Linked DNA regions of Mus musculus: region 2 is linked to region 1. The links are chromatin contacts, called in public Hi-C maps. All regions are on one chromosome and are shown on one strand. The core of a region is the stretch at or near the end of the contact, and the rest is flanking DNA. Distances in the headings are between cores, read along the strand shown.

Region 1 (6,612 bases), core at 1,585-4,084:
TGCCGGACAGAGACTTACTTCAGCTTTTCAGGACCAGGTAATAAAAGCTTTCAGCTATTATAAAAAAGTTGGTTAGCTCACTAAGACTGTCATAAAATCATATCACAGAACAGGCAGGTGACCTACACAGCATGCATTTATCTTCTTGGGCTTCCCGGAGCTAAAAACACTGACTTTGGGCCAGTGTCTACAGAGTTGATTGCTCCTGAGGACTATTGAGGAAAGATCATCGCCAGCTTCTCTCATTGGCTCATGGATGACCACCACGTTTGTAATGTCCCAGCCTTTCTGTGTGTGAACATCTGTGTCTACGGCTATTTATTGTAAGGACACAAGTCAGCCTGGATTGGGGATCTTTACACTCATTACTTATTTAAAGATCTATCTCCAATACAGTCACCATCTGAGATGTGCAGTACTGAGCCTACAACAACAGAATAACCAGAACAGTGACCAGTTTCTGGAGGCAGCATCCACACAAGGCATAGAAGTTAAGAATGTCTTTCTTGAGCACCTCGAAAGCTTGGTTCTGGATTTTCTATGCTTGCAAACAGAATGCAACCATTGATGACCAATCAGAAATGGCACAGGAACCCTCTACCGGCTGGTTTTGTGTGCAACTTGACACAAGCTGGAGTTGTCACAGAGAAAGGAACCTCCCCTGAGGAAATGCCTCCATGAGATCCAGCTGTAAGGCATTTCTTAATTAGTGATCAACGGGAGAGGGACTAGCCCATTGTGAGTGGTGCCATTCCTAGGCTGGTAGTCTTAGGTTCTATAAGAAAGCAAGCTGAGCAAGCCATGGTATGCAAGTAACATCCCTCCATGGCCTCTGCATCAGCTCCTGCTTCCTGACCTGCTTGAGTTCCAGTCCTGACTTCCTTGGTGATGAACAGCAGTGTGGAATTGTAAGCTAAATAAACCCTTTCCTCCCCAACTTGCTTCTTGGTCATGATGTTTTGTGCAGAAATACAAACCCTGACTAAGGCAAACCCTCTGGGTCCTACCACATTTGTGCTGACAGCTGTGCTAGAGGGGAAGACCATAAGGAAGCCATGTATCTTTAAGTAGATGAGGCTCCACATCACAGTAGCCTTCCTCAGATCAAGAATCAGCCACAGGAAGGAGATAGGGAGAAGGGATCAAGGATCAGAGAGGACTCGAAAGAGAATGAGAAATTATTAAAGAATCCAGACCACTATCTCTCCACGTTCCAGGGTTGTTCACTGTTTATGTTTATTTCTTGAGGCTCACTGTACAAGCAATGATTTGGTAACAATTTTCTAGAAGCCTAAAATCCTAACACCAACAGAATCACAGTAAAGCATGACTATTCAAAGTGCTCTGTTCAGCTTGTCACATCCCCTCCTCTCTCTGCAGAAGACACATTAGTCCAATGAGCCAAGCTCCCAGATGAGTTACTTTGGGCCAAGTAGCAACAATGTTGCCAGTGAAGGATGTGTCTCCTTTCTGGACTGGAGGGAGACAAGAGTGAAAAAAAAGATCAGTTTTCCAAAGCTGGAATATTCTGCTTGACTGTTTTAGGTGAAGGTACAAGTTCTTGAAAATTGTTTAACCTATAAAACCAACATGGGGTTCTACACATAATTCACTACTCAACTGCTTTACATGTGCTTCGCTTGGATAATAAAGACAAATAAGCCAAGGGAAGGAAGAAAACAACTAGGGAGAGTGTGTTGACACACCCAAGTCTGGAGACACTGCATAACCTCATTATCAAACGCAGTTTGGACAGATAGTCACTTATGCAAAAAATAAAGAATAACTATTCAAATATACTTACCTTAAATGCTGCACTTGAATACACAGTACAAATATATGTCTGATCACTTTACGTCTTTGCTAGTTGAGAGTTTTCCTTGAACTAGCCAACTGTTCTGCTATTTGTAGTAAAGTATGCACACAGTCATACCATTTGGGGATTTACAATCTGAAGAAAAAATGACAAAGACACTCACAGAACACAGTGTAAAGGCTGCGGTGTGTGCTCTGCTTCTTTGTGCTGATTTTAGTGCCACTTAAATGTGAGAGTTTCCCTTTACACTTGGTATTTATGAAATCATCACATACCATGTAGTATTCTGCAATCTGTGTAGGGGAGGAAAGATGCTCAGGGAGGGAGGAGCCACGATTCTCACTCCATACCATATGTCTTGGTCTGGATCGAAATGAGTCACAGAAGACTCAAAACTAACTACAGAATTTGAGGTTTTCCTTAGAAGTGACTTTCCAGAATCCTAAAATCCTAACACCAACAGAATTATCCACCTAAAGCCAACAATTATTCAAACCACAATGTTCAGCTAAAAATTTGAAGGTTCAGAAATACATGCTCCCTCAGGCTTAGATTATCCTGGTGCTATGTTAGGAGTTAAGAATCCAGTCAGAAAAGCTGTACTTTCCCTTTTTGCTCTTAGTCCAAATAACCTGAAGAATACTCAGTCTCTCCTTCCTGTGTTCCTAAGCAGAGGCTCAGAGAACAGATGAGAGCAGGGGACCCTACAAGACCTTATGATGATGCTGGTCTCTAAATCAGTTTGTAAACTTGGATTTGCACAGTCACAGGATACCGTAAAAGACTTTCCTGGAGACACTTGAGCAAGGCTAGCTTCAGTAGACGTCTAACTCTACTCTCAGCTTCCTCCTGTGCTTTCTTAAAATGGGAAATGTTTACTTCACTCATCCCCACATCCTCATACCTGCCCCACTACAAATTATAACCCCCCTTCTGCTTCCATGAAGGTGAGGTAGCCCACACTCTCTGTTATCCCACTGGGGAGCATGGGGCTTAGGAAAGGAGAGGTGTGAAGGGACAATCTTACGTATAGTCTAGGGGTTGCTACAACAAACACCTTCCACACCGGGCAACTAGTCTGAATAAAAATCCAAAAGCTCCCAATTCATTGCCTCAGAAGCAGCTGAAAGCTCTGGGGAGCCATTAAACTGAACATTTATGGGGCCCAGGTGCCTGAGGTTTTGATGCTCAGCTCTGAAGGACTTCAAAGCAATGCTATTACCAGGACAAACGCCCCTCCCCACTCGCATCTCTTTGTATGAATGGGTTTGTTCAGAATAAGGAAGAGTCATGGTATCCATACTAAAAAGAACATTTAGGATTGTGGCATAAGATCAGAGGAGAAGCCAGGGCTAGCGAACCTGTTAAATCCAACCATTAAGTGGAACCAACTTGTTTCCTAAAATTAGCACGTTGGCCTTCAGAAGAACTACCAAACAAATTCAGATATTTAAAAAATAGCAACTCTGAAATTCTGTATTAAAGGGATGATTTGGGGGATCGGCATGAGCAGTGAACTAGAATCTTCTGCTGAGGGCCTGATGGTTAAGGATGGAGGGAAAGACCCTGAAGACTGCTCAAGCGTGTAATGGACACATCTATTGTGCACAAATGAGTGGATTACAGTGTCACCAGGGAATCTACATACTCTCTAAAGATGCACAACTGATACTATTTGGCTCTCTGGAGTTATCAGGAAATACAACAGTTTAAAGCTATATTTTCTGCATTTTTCCTTGTTATGAAGTATAACTTTTCTCTCTTCTTTACTCAAAAATGTATATTTGATGGCTCTTCTCAGTCGATTGGCTCTCTCAGACAGAGACCCAAAGCCAGGTAGATTCAGAGATGAGCATGAAGAAAGGGCTATATGTTTTATTCTTATCTAAGCTGGAGGATGCAAGAGTCCCCATTCCATCCTGAGTCAGAGTGCCTCAAACTCATATAGAACCAGCAAAGTGGGTGGGACCTAGTAAACTGGAGGGTCCATGAATTCACTCTAAAACTCCTTTCATTTCAGACAGTAGAACTGGCGATGATGTTTCATAGTTGGTATCCACCAAACGGAGAGGCAGCGGAACCGTGACGTCTATGTTATCTTTGCAAGACTTTTTAGGATCATTTTTATTTACTCCCAAACTCCATCTGAACAAAGCCCGCATGGGGCCCTGTGTGCCTTTTATATCCAGTGTTTGATGATGTAATTAAGTAGGTGAGCAACTCCGAGGGGAGAAGAGCCAGGGGAAAGCATCAGCCGCTACTACCCGACAGGAGGAAGTTCAGATGCACAATATCTGGTTTATGGTAAAACTGCACTTTATTGCCATCTTATCTTTAAAATGTAATAATTATGAATGATGAAGAAGGCATCTCAGCTTTGATGAGACCCTTTATTTGCTACTCAAACTTTTACTATTTCCAAATGGTAACATAAACAAGAGAAATAATTACCCCTTTTATTTGAGGAGGAGACTTGCGTCAATTTGAGTGCTTTTGTTCTTGGGTGAAGTTTAAGGCATGTAGACTAAATACATTTCTGCTTATGGTTTCCATTTGTTTGTTTGTTCCCTTATTTTGAAATAGAGTCTCCTCGTGGAGCTCTGGCTAGCCTGGAGCTTCCTAGGTGCAGGAGATTGGTCTTGAAATCATAGAGACCTGTCTAGTTTTGCTTTTCAAGTGATGAGAGTTAACATTGTAAGCCCTGTAGCTCGCATCTATTTACTTTTACAAAGCAATCACAACGTACTTACACAGGCACTATTAAAAAATTATTGCCATCCTCTATAGTAATATTTGGTCACTGTGTCTGCAATTTATCAGATGTTGATCTGATCTGAATGAAAGTTCTACACATTAATGCTCATGTATATTAGATTATTGCATGGGATGATGAAGGGCACAAGCTGACCAGAGACGCTGGCTTTATGTTTCGGCCCTGGCCCTTCAAGCTGAAGCATCTTAGAAACCTCTCGGTCCTGATCTTCACTGTCTGTGGAAACCTCAGTCATTACTCTCTCTTTTTCTGTAGTCAATGAAATATCTCATGTTTACACCAGAGCCGAACCTGGCTCGCATACGTATTGAATGTCTGCTCTAACAAGCTTTTCTTTGGTGACCACATGCCCTATCAGCCAGTACCACTCATTCAACCAGTGACTCTTAAGCTTACCCTTACCCTGAACAGTCCTAGATACAGAGAAGCAAAGCATATAAGGCATGGAGCTAATACTTCAAGAAGCTTTGCATCTTAGTGCAGGATGTGTGTGCCAACCCCACATCCTCCTTGAACAGTGCCGCACAGTGCGCATGTTTATTCAGTCCCCTTTCCCCGTGTGCTCGTAACTAGTGAGGCTTCAGAAAATTTTGACTTCTGTTTCTGAAATCTTAATCCTGGCACAGTGTAATAAGCAAATGCAGGTTTGCCTGTATTTTCACATAAATGATTAAATGGAATAATCAGATTCTAACTTAGTCAAAAACTTGACAAACATAGGAAGAGACCGTGACGGACACATTCATTTTCCTGGATTCAGACAAAGTGCCAACAGCATCTGCAGAAAACATGTTATTCCCATCCCATGGGACCCATGGCCAACTACAGTTGCTCAGAAACTCAGCAGCAAAACATCAAAGCACCAAAATTCGATTTAGCACGGTGCCCTTACTTTCCAAAATGTTCTGAAACCACCTTCCAGCAGGACAGCTTAGAGGGCTCTGGACTGTTCAAACATTACTGTTTCCTGTCCTTTCCCTGGGAAAAAGTAAGATCCTCTAGTGTGACTGTAAATCATGAGAGCAATAATGAATATGGTGTCTCAGACACCACCAATCCACTGCTCCTTCACATGTGTAGTAAATGGACTTGAAAATCATTTTCAAATTACTTGAAAAACCGAAGAGGGGAGGGGAGTGCTCTGTGTACTAGATACATTTGGTAATAAACGCTGATCTAATGTGTGTTGCACACTTAATTCAAAAGGCAAGAGGATGCTCTTCCTTTCACAGAGAATGAAGACCTTGTTTGTGTAATAACCAACAAAGAGTGCTCACTGTCTATTATGCTTTGAATGTTGCTAATATGCCTTCTGAAGAGTCGCCCACAGGAGACTGTCTGGGTGCATGAGCACCTCATTCGTTGAACTCTTCCTCTTGCCAGCCATACCACTTTCCTGGGCCCAGGTGGTTCTAAAGAAGGCTTTATGGTGCTTCTGCAACTAGGAAGATACATCCTGACATAAGGGGCCTCCCTCCTACAAGGAGACCTTCCTAGACATAGAAACAACCTTTCCTTTGTATGCAAGCCACAGAGAGAATTTATTTCTGTCTCGAATCTCCCAACAAATGCGTATTTCAGTAACTTCTACTTTAGCATTTAAACACTTGCGTTCCACGCTGAGGGACATTCATCCCAGCTGACATTCGTCCCTGCTTATTGTACGCGGTTTTCACATCCATTTTTCCTGTCTTTCCAGGCTGAGAATTTCAAGAGTGGCGAATGTTATGAAGAAGCGAGGATGGGTAGGGAGGAGATAGGACGCCTGGGATTTCTGCCATCCTCCTGCAACCTAGAATCTGTGTATGTTTTCCCCTCCCCGAGCTCTCCCTCCCTCTCCCTGCCGCCCCAGAGCTCCGCAGCAGGAGGGAGGAGGAGGAGAGCCGCTGGCTGAAGCCGCCACCTGCCACAGCTAGGCAAAGCCAGTTGTCACTTACCCAGCGGGGTGAGAATGGCTCATTTTTGCAGAATCCTTTTCAGACCCCGCTGCAGGTGCAGATGCGGCTAGCGGTGGCTTGCTGCA
Region 2 (6,612 bases), core at 2,357-4,856, 43 kb before region 1:
AAGAGCTTGCTGACAGGAGCCTGATAGAGCTGTCTCCTGAGAGGCTCTGCCAGTGCCTGATAAATACAGAAGTGGATGCTCATAGCCATCCATTGGACGGAGCACAGGGTCCCCAATGAAGGAGCCAGAGAAAGGACCCAAAGAACTGAAGGGGTTTGCAACCCCATAGGAGGAAAAATATGAACTAACCAGTGCCCCCAGAGCTCCCTGGGACTAAACCACTAACCAAAGAAAACACATGGTGGGACTCATGGCTCCAGCTGCATATGTAGCAAAGGATGGCCTAGTCAGTCATCAATCAGAGGAGAGGCCCTTGGTCCTGTGAAGGTTCTATGCCCCAGTATAGGGGAATGTCAGGGCCAGAAAGCAGGAGTGGGTGGGTTAGTGAGCAAGTGGAGTGGAGAGGGAATAGGGGGTTTTCGGAGGGGAAACTAGGAAGGGGGATAACATTTGAAATGTAAATAAAGAAAATATCAAATTTTAAAAAAGAAATCACTATTTTTAAAAAATCAGGAAAAAATTACTATATTAATGTAATGCATTTTTGTACCTGATTCTAGAAAATTCTTACACTACAGATCTAGAACCCAGCCGGTGTGCCATCACTAGTGTTACGGTAATAAAAGATCACGTTGGCCATAATCACCTTGGCAAAGAGAGGCTCAAGGCCATTGGGAGCCGTGATGGGACGCAGCCTCTTCCTCCTCCAAGATTCCAACCTCTTATCCCTGAAGTTCTTTCCTGCTTGGGGCTGCGGTGTTGGAGGAACAGGTGTGTGGTAACTGTTAATGTGTGGGAGTTGGTAGAGATCCTCCTTCTGGGAATGGTCCATGTAGTTCCTGAATTTCATCATTGCCTTCTTTCCCTGTAATCACATCATGATGTAAGACCCAATGACACACAAGCTGAGCCCCAGTACAGCCCAAATCAAAGCTTGGATGACTGTCACAAACCCAGCTGAGAACAACACACCAAACTCCCATTCATGGCTGATAAAACGCATGCTCCTGCCTATGAAAATCAGTTTGTATCTATTGCAAATTCAATAAGCACATATTTCTAACCTTGTATGAATATATGGTTTTAATAGAAGATTTTGAGAGAGTAAACTTAGTTAATTTTGCACTGGAAGGTCTGCAGGGTTGGACCCTGAAGTAGGGCTGTCATTGTACTGGGCAATAGAGACATTCTGATCTTATACACCCTAAGGATTGAACAGGCAGGAGAAGCAAGCCTGTAATCAAACACCAGTGAGTGTGCTTGCTTGAAATCTTCAAACTTTGGGACAATCAAAACTATCCACCAAATTTCAAAGAAAACACTCTTTGACCTCCAAGTCCTGCAATAAATCCTATGTAGATAACTGCACAAGTATTAATACCCTGCCATAAATTGTGCATTTGGGCATACAGATACACATGTGTAAGTGTGTGTATATATAAAAGATGTGGAAATTCAGCTGAACCATAAAAACTTTAGCACCCTAAAAATCCATAAATAGAAAAATGGTTCCTTAAATTTGCTTTGATTCTTTAATTATATTATATAGTCTCACCGGTGTATAGAAATGTGGATCTATTCTTACATAATAGTACAAGCAATATTTCTTTTAAGTAATTTACATGTAGAGTTTGATTTAAAAAGCAAATAGAAGTTTTTAAATATTAATTTATCTTTGGGAGATATATATATATATTCTTTATTTTGTTTAGGATTTTAATCAAGATACCTTACCATAGTCATTTAAAATCTTTAAATGTATATCCAAAAATATTTATCAGATAGATTTGCATGTAAACATTTGTACAAATTGATTACTTTTTGTGTATCTGAAGTAAATTTCCAAATTTTAAGAGACTTAGATGTTTTTATCCATTTTACACCAATTGACCTTAAAAAATTATATATATAAATACATATATATAGTATAAGTACATTATAAATTGACATTACATTTCGATTTTTGTACTCATAACTAATTTTTAACAACTTTAGTCTATATTTTGAGATGCTTAATAATAAAAATTTTAAGAAAGGCTCTCCCAAGGGCACTAGTTACTGAATCAATAAAGGCAGGTTAAGTCAAAGCATGGACAGCCCAAATCTTGAATAAAACCAACACTTTTGTGTAAGCAGACTCTATTGTTCGGTTGTTAAATTTTATTGATATTCTTACTTTGTTTTCAATTTATTTCTCCAATAGACTGAGCCCAGAATATCAAACCAAAATTAAATGAACATAATACAAATATTAAATTCTAGAACATTGGAAATTTGGACAATTTTTTAATCACTTTTAAAAACAAATAGCACAATTGGGTATCAGCTCTTTGTCCTGTTTTGGAAATGATTTTAATAATATTTCTAAAAATAATGCTCATTTTGTTTGTATATTGGATAATTTTCTAAACCGTTACATATAATTGCACTGTATTTTTAAGTTCTTAAGCATTTATACTGTATTATGTAGTCTTTCTCACTTGTTTACCACTGTAAATATGACAGCTCAAAGGGTACGTAACTCTTCCTTTGCACGTATGTGTTTTCCTGGGATAGATTTCTATAGGTTATGATGGTGGTATACCATCAGGTGGGGCCTTGAAGACACTTGTGCTGATGCCCCCTGACAAGAGAGACTCCCTCTGAATATTTGAAAATTTTGCCACAGGATTAGTTTTACTTAGTGGCATCAAAACCAACCTGTTGTTGACTAGGTCACTTTTCCCAAAAGATGCTCACTCTGGCTGCTGTGACAAGCTCAACCTGGTCTTCTCCGTGGTCTTCCAATCCTTAGACCTCTATCCTCTCCAGCATTTCAGCAAAGCAAGGGGGTCTACCTGGTGCTCAGTATATACTTAGCAACACTACAGACCACTGTCTTTTATAAGGAGTTTGTCTGGTAGTCAACTCTTTCACCATCAATACCACTAATAAAAGCCTGTCTTTTCATAGTGTATTTAGGTTACACATATTACACTGTAAGCTCCAGCAAATGACTTCTGTCTTCCTTGGTAATCTATAATAACACTCATTCTTACATCAGCATCTAGCCTGTCATAAGTGCCCAAAATATTCATTGGATATAGCTAATTGGAGCTAACATGAAACTAATCAACTTCTTGGTGTATGTAAGCTACTCAATGACTTTCCTTCAGAAGTAACCCACACTCTCAAAATTTATAAGCAGGGAGATGAGATTATATATTGGTTCACAATGTATACATAGAGAGATCACTTGTAGACAGTGCCTCAGAGTAAATTTGGAGGAAAATCATTGAAAGGTGAAAAGTTCAGTCCCTAGATGTCAAAGACTGTCGTTTCCCTAGTGGTGTTCTTATGTCTAGGGGGGAAAAAAAGGTCACCAAGATAGAACTTAGAACTATAGAAGCTTAGAAAGAATGTAATCACCTTGGCAAACATGGAGAGGACCCATTGAAGCACTGTCTATGGGGAAGGAAGTTCTACCCAGCAGGCTTTGAGTATGCCCAACCCCAAGGGCTAAGCTAACCCCGGAGGACACAGAGAGGTTTAGGCCAAGACCTGTGAGTTCTCTGGTGTTTTGGGTAAGCTCATTCCTGAGATGAGATGGGCACCTCAGGAAGCCTTAACCTGATCCAGGAATACTGCCTTGAGTCACAGCCCCATTCTGATTCTATGGTCACCAGGCAACCTTCTCATTGTGAGTCTGCCTCCCTCCCAGGCGGCTCTGCCAACCAGGGAGAAAACACTGTTGCTATAAAGTTTGACCATTTGATAACTTTTGGTGAATTAATTGTCCCTGATCGAGACAAATCTATTTTAGATTACTAAAAACTAACAAAGGATTTTGGCTACTCCTGGACAGTGGCTGAAATGGTCTTCAAAATATGAGCCTTCAACTGTACCCTAGATCTAAGACCCAGGAGCCTGCCTCACTTCAAGAAGTTTCTCCCCCCAAAAGAAAATCATTTCCCAATTACCTTCTTTTGGTGTTTAGGAAGCTGCCGGGAGACTACCTGAGTAAGGTATGTAAACCATTCTCATGAGCTAAAACCACCTTCAATGGACTGAGGTGCTGCACTTGCGTCTGAGTATTTAGTGTGAAGTGAAACCACTTCGTCTGCATGCAGGGCATGTGTCAGAGCGAGGGCACTGTTTCTTAGGTCTGTGAGTAGTATTTCATAGAAAGGAATGAAGCCCATTTGTCCCTGTCCTGTAATGACAATTATGTTCATGACACCAATTCTTAAGCTCACAAATGTTTCTGCAAGTTAGGAACACAGCCTCTCCCCAAATTGGGAATGGCCTGGCCTGTTCCTCCCTGTTTAGGTAGATTCTATTTTATAGTAACTATACCTAGCCAACTCACACTCTAATGAGCAGAAATTACCGAAGAAAGCACCTTGAAAGGTATGCAGCATCAATCTCTTAGGTTGATGACTTCAGCATATTTAAAAGATAGACTCTCCTTCCTTCTATAATTCGCCCTCCAAGTAACTCTACACACTGATAGGATAGAGTCCCAACATGAACACAGGCCTGCCATGCAGAGTCCCATTGTCTGGTTCTCATGTGCTAAAATCTGAAAGGAGTCCACACAGGGTCATTTGGGGGAAAGTCATATGTGACTGGGGACAGAGCACCTTTATTTTCCATTTGGCTCATAGTGAGCTAAGCACTGTATGTCATCAAAATTTCACCCCTTACAGATCCTGTACAATGACGTGAAAAGTAGGCCTTCTCACTGCAGCAATGTACACTTATCACAAGTACAGAGTAAGTGCTCCGTGAACGTACAGTGCAAGTTTCCCTGTGTGGGTGAAAATACGGCATCTTAAAAACTTTAATAGTACGTGATTTTAATCAATAATTGAAAAAGAGATGTTTCTTAAGGAAAAGAACATTTACCCCAAGAGGAAACAGAGCTTCGCTTTCCAGCAATGAGCCTTTGGGTTTGGACCCTGAAGTTATCTTTGAACCGTTTCTCGTTTGGCGACTACTGAGAAGAGGCTGCAGACGAACCGGAGGCTGCATATTTCCTGGGGCAGTATATGGTCGAGGGGCTGTCTAGACGATGATGGGGGAAAATTCCATTTAAATTAGTACCTTGACATGTTTCCAGAACCAATTAATAACCCAACAAATTACCCAGAGTAATTAATGGTGCCTTTTTACTGAACAGATTAAACTTTAATTATATCCTTCCATTATATCTACCCTTCTGACCCCAAAGTATTTGTTAAAACATATGGTGTTGAAGTCTTCTACATAACCAAATACCCTGGATGGAGCCCTCTAGACAAAAGAGATGGCCTCTACTGTAGTCCTATATTTTTGCTCATAATGTAAATTCTTTATTGTGCTGAATATGGGCAAAAAAATGGCTTTGCTCAATTAAATGTTAAGTTAAATAATGTCCTCTTTCAGAGAACTGAAAGGATATTATTGGAACAGACTCATTTCAGTTTCAATGTTTTCAATATAAAATCTACTTTGAATTCATTACGCGGCAAGGTTGGCACCCAAAGTAAAAGCAGACACCAGGAAAGGCAGGTGCTTGGCTATAATGTACCACCAATTACATATCTTCAACTGCTTTCTAAAAATGTAAGAAAACAAGATGAAACATTATAGCTGACCAAACTGGAATGCACGACATAAAAATGGATGTTTCCACACTGAGAGTTGTCCATTTGTTCTTCTAGATCCCCTGTCTACCTTCTCTGTCTGAGGAGCTCTGGGCCCTGTAAGCAATTTCTTAAGGAATTTACTAACCAACCTCAGGACTGAAATTAGATTCTACCAAGGAGAAGAAGGATATCAGAGAAGATTGGAAGATGAAATGGAGGCCTTTATTTCCATAATCCTGCAGGGCAGAAATGGTTTCTACCACCTAAGTGTTTATGCTTCTATGGGGAAGTCCTTACCTGCTATGGGACCTACCTACTTCTTCTAGAACTCAATCCTTCCCATCCAGACTCCTCTTCAACCTAGGGACTGTGGCTTTCCATTGTGCTGACCCCAGCAGGCTTACCATCCCTAGTTGGCTTTTCTTCACCCTGCTGTATCTTCCTAAATAGTTTATTAAACAACTTTGTAATTACTCTATTTGTATGAGCCATCTGTTTCCTGCTGAGCCCCCAACAGAGACACTTTCCAATCAAGAATGTACTGCAGCGAATACAAAAAGTGCCAGCGTGGAACATTATAAGTGCCTTTGGGAGCATCAACAGAATATTATAAGTTTAGTATAAAGATTAGCAATGCGTCAAAAGTGGAAAAAAAAATAAAGCTTTGGCCCAGTTGTCCTATTCTACTAAGACAGTAGAAAACATGCCAAGAATAGGGCAGGCGTATGTGGGCAAAGTGGTGTGAGATAGATGGTATATAAATGATTCATGAATAGAATTTTGTACATTGACTCTAAAGGGTGGTGAGCCACAGATCTTCCATTCTGCAAAAGCATATATAAATAAACACATGAAAAACCTGGCAGCCAGAAACTCCTACCAAGCACTGGCTCTCATAACATCTTGAGAAACATGCGTGCACACACTGCTAAAACTTTTGATTTCAACAGTAGGCAATACTGAATCTCCATCCTAGGCCAAGTAAGGAGATAAAAAGTAATAT

What was found. Hi-C and Micro-C count contacts between places; a contact is called where the count stands out from the background.
Region 2: a contact with region 1 is called in a Hi-C map of olfactory sensory neurons, with 2.0 times the contacts expected there. The contact joins the promoter of Erich3 here to the enhancer-like site in region 1. A contact is called at or near these places in 1 of 39 promoter capture datasets (hippocampal neurons), 1 of 15 datasets of contacts at CTCF or cohesin (the NIH/3T3 cell line), 13 of 484 Hi-C or Micro-C datasets (the AtT-20 cell line, bone marrow-derived dendritic cells, brain and 8 more), 1 of 115 datasets of contacts at active chromatin or transcription factors (neural progenitor cells) and 3 of 9 other capture datasets (adipose tissue, liver and pancreatic islet).

What each region holds. Positions count from the first base shown.
Region 1 is chr3:154,664,198-154,670,809 of GRCm38.p6, reverse strand. It overlaps a transcript of Erich3 not described here. Among named protein-coding and RNA genes, the nearest start is that of Erich3, 44 kb to the left of the region's middle. Within about 2 kb of position 2,834, at least 8 of the 459 cell types and tissues checked have an H3K27ac peak or open chromatin away from gene starts, as enhancers often do. A contact at or near this core is called in the NIH/3T3 cell line and olfactory sensory neurons, where this site is marked.
Region 2 is chr3:154,708,127-154,714,738 of GRCm38.p6, reverse strand. It overlaps Erich3 (glutamate rich 3), which reads right to left and starts at 3,606. Exons shown (of 7, transcript NM_175176.3): 1 at 3,409-3,606; 2 at 647-865. The coding sequence starts at 3,420. It overlaps Gm20389 (predicted gene 20389), which reads left to right and starts at 3,392. Exons shown (of 2, transcript NR_166197.1): 1 at 3,392-4,004; 2 at 5,685-6,083.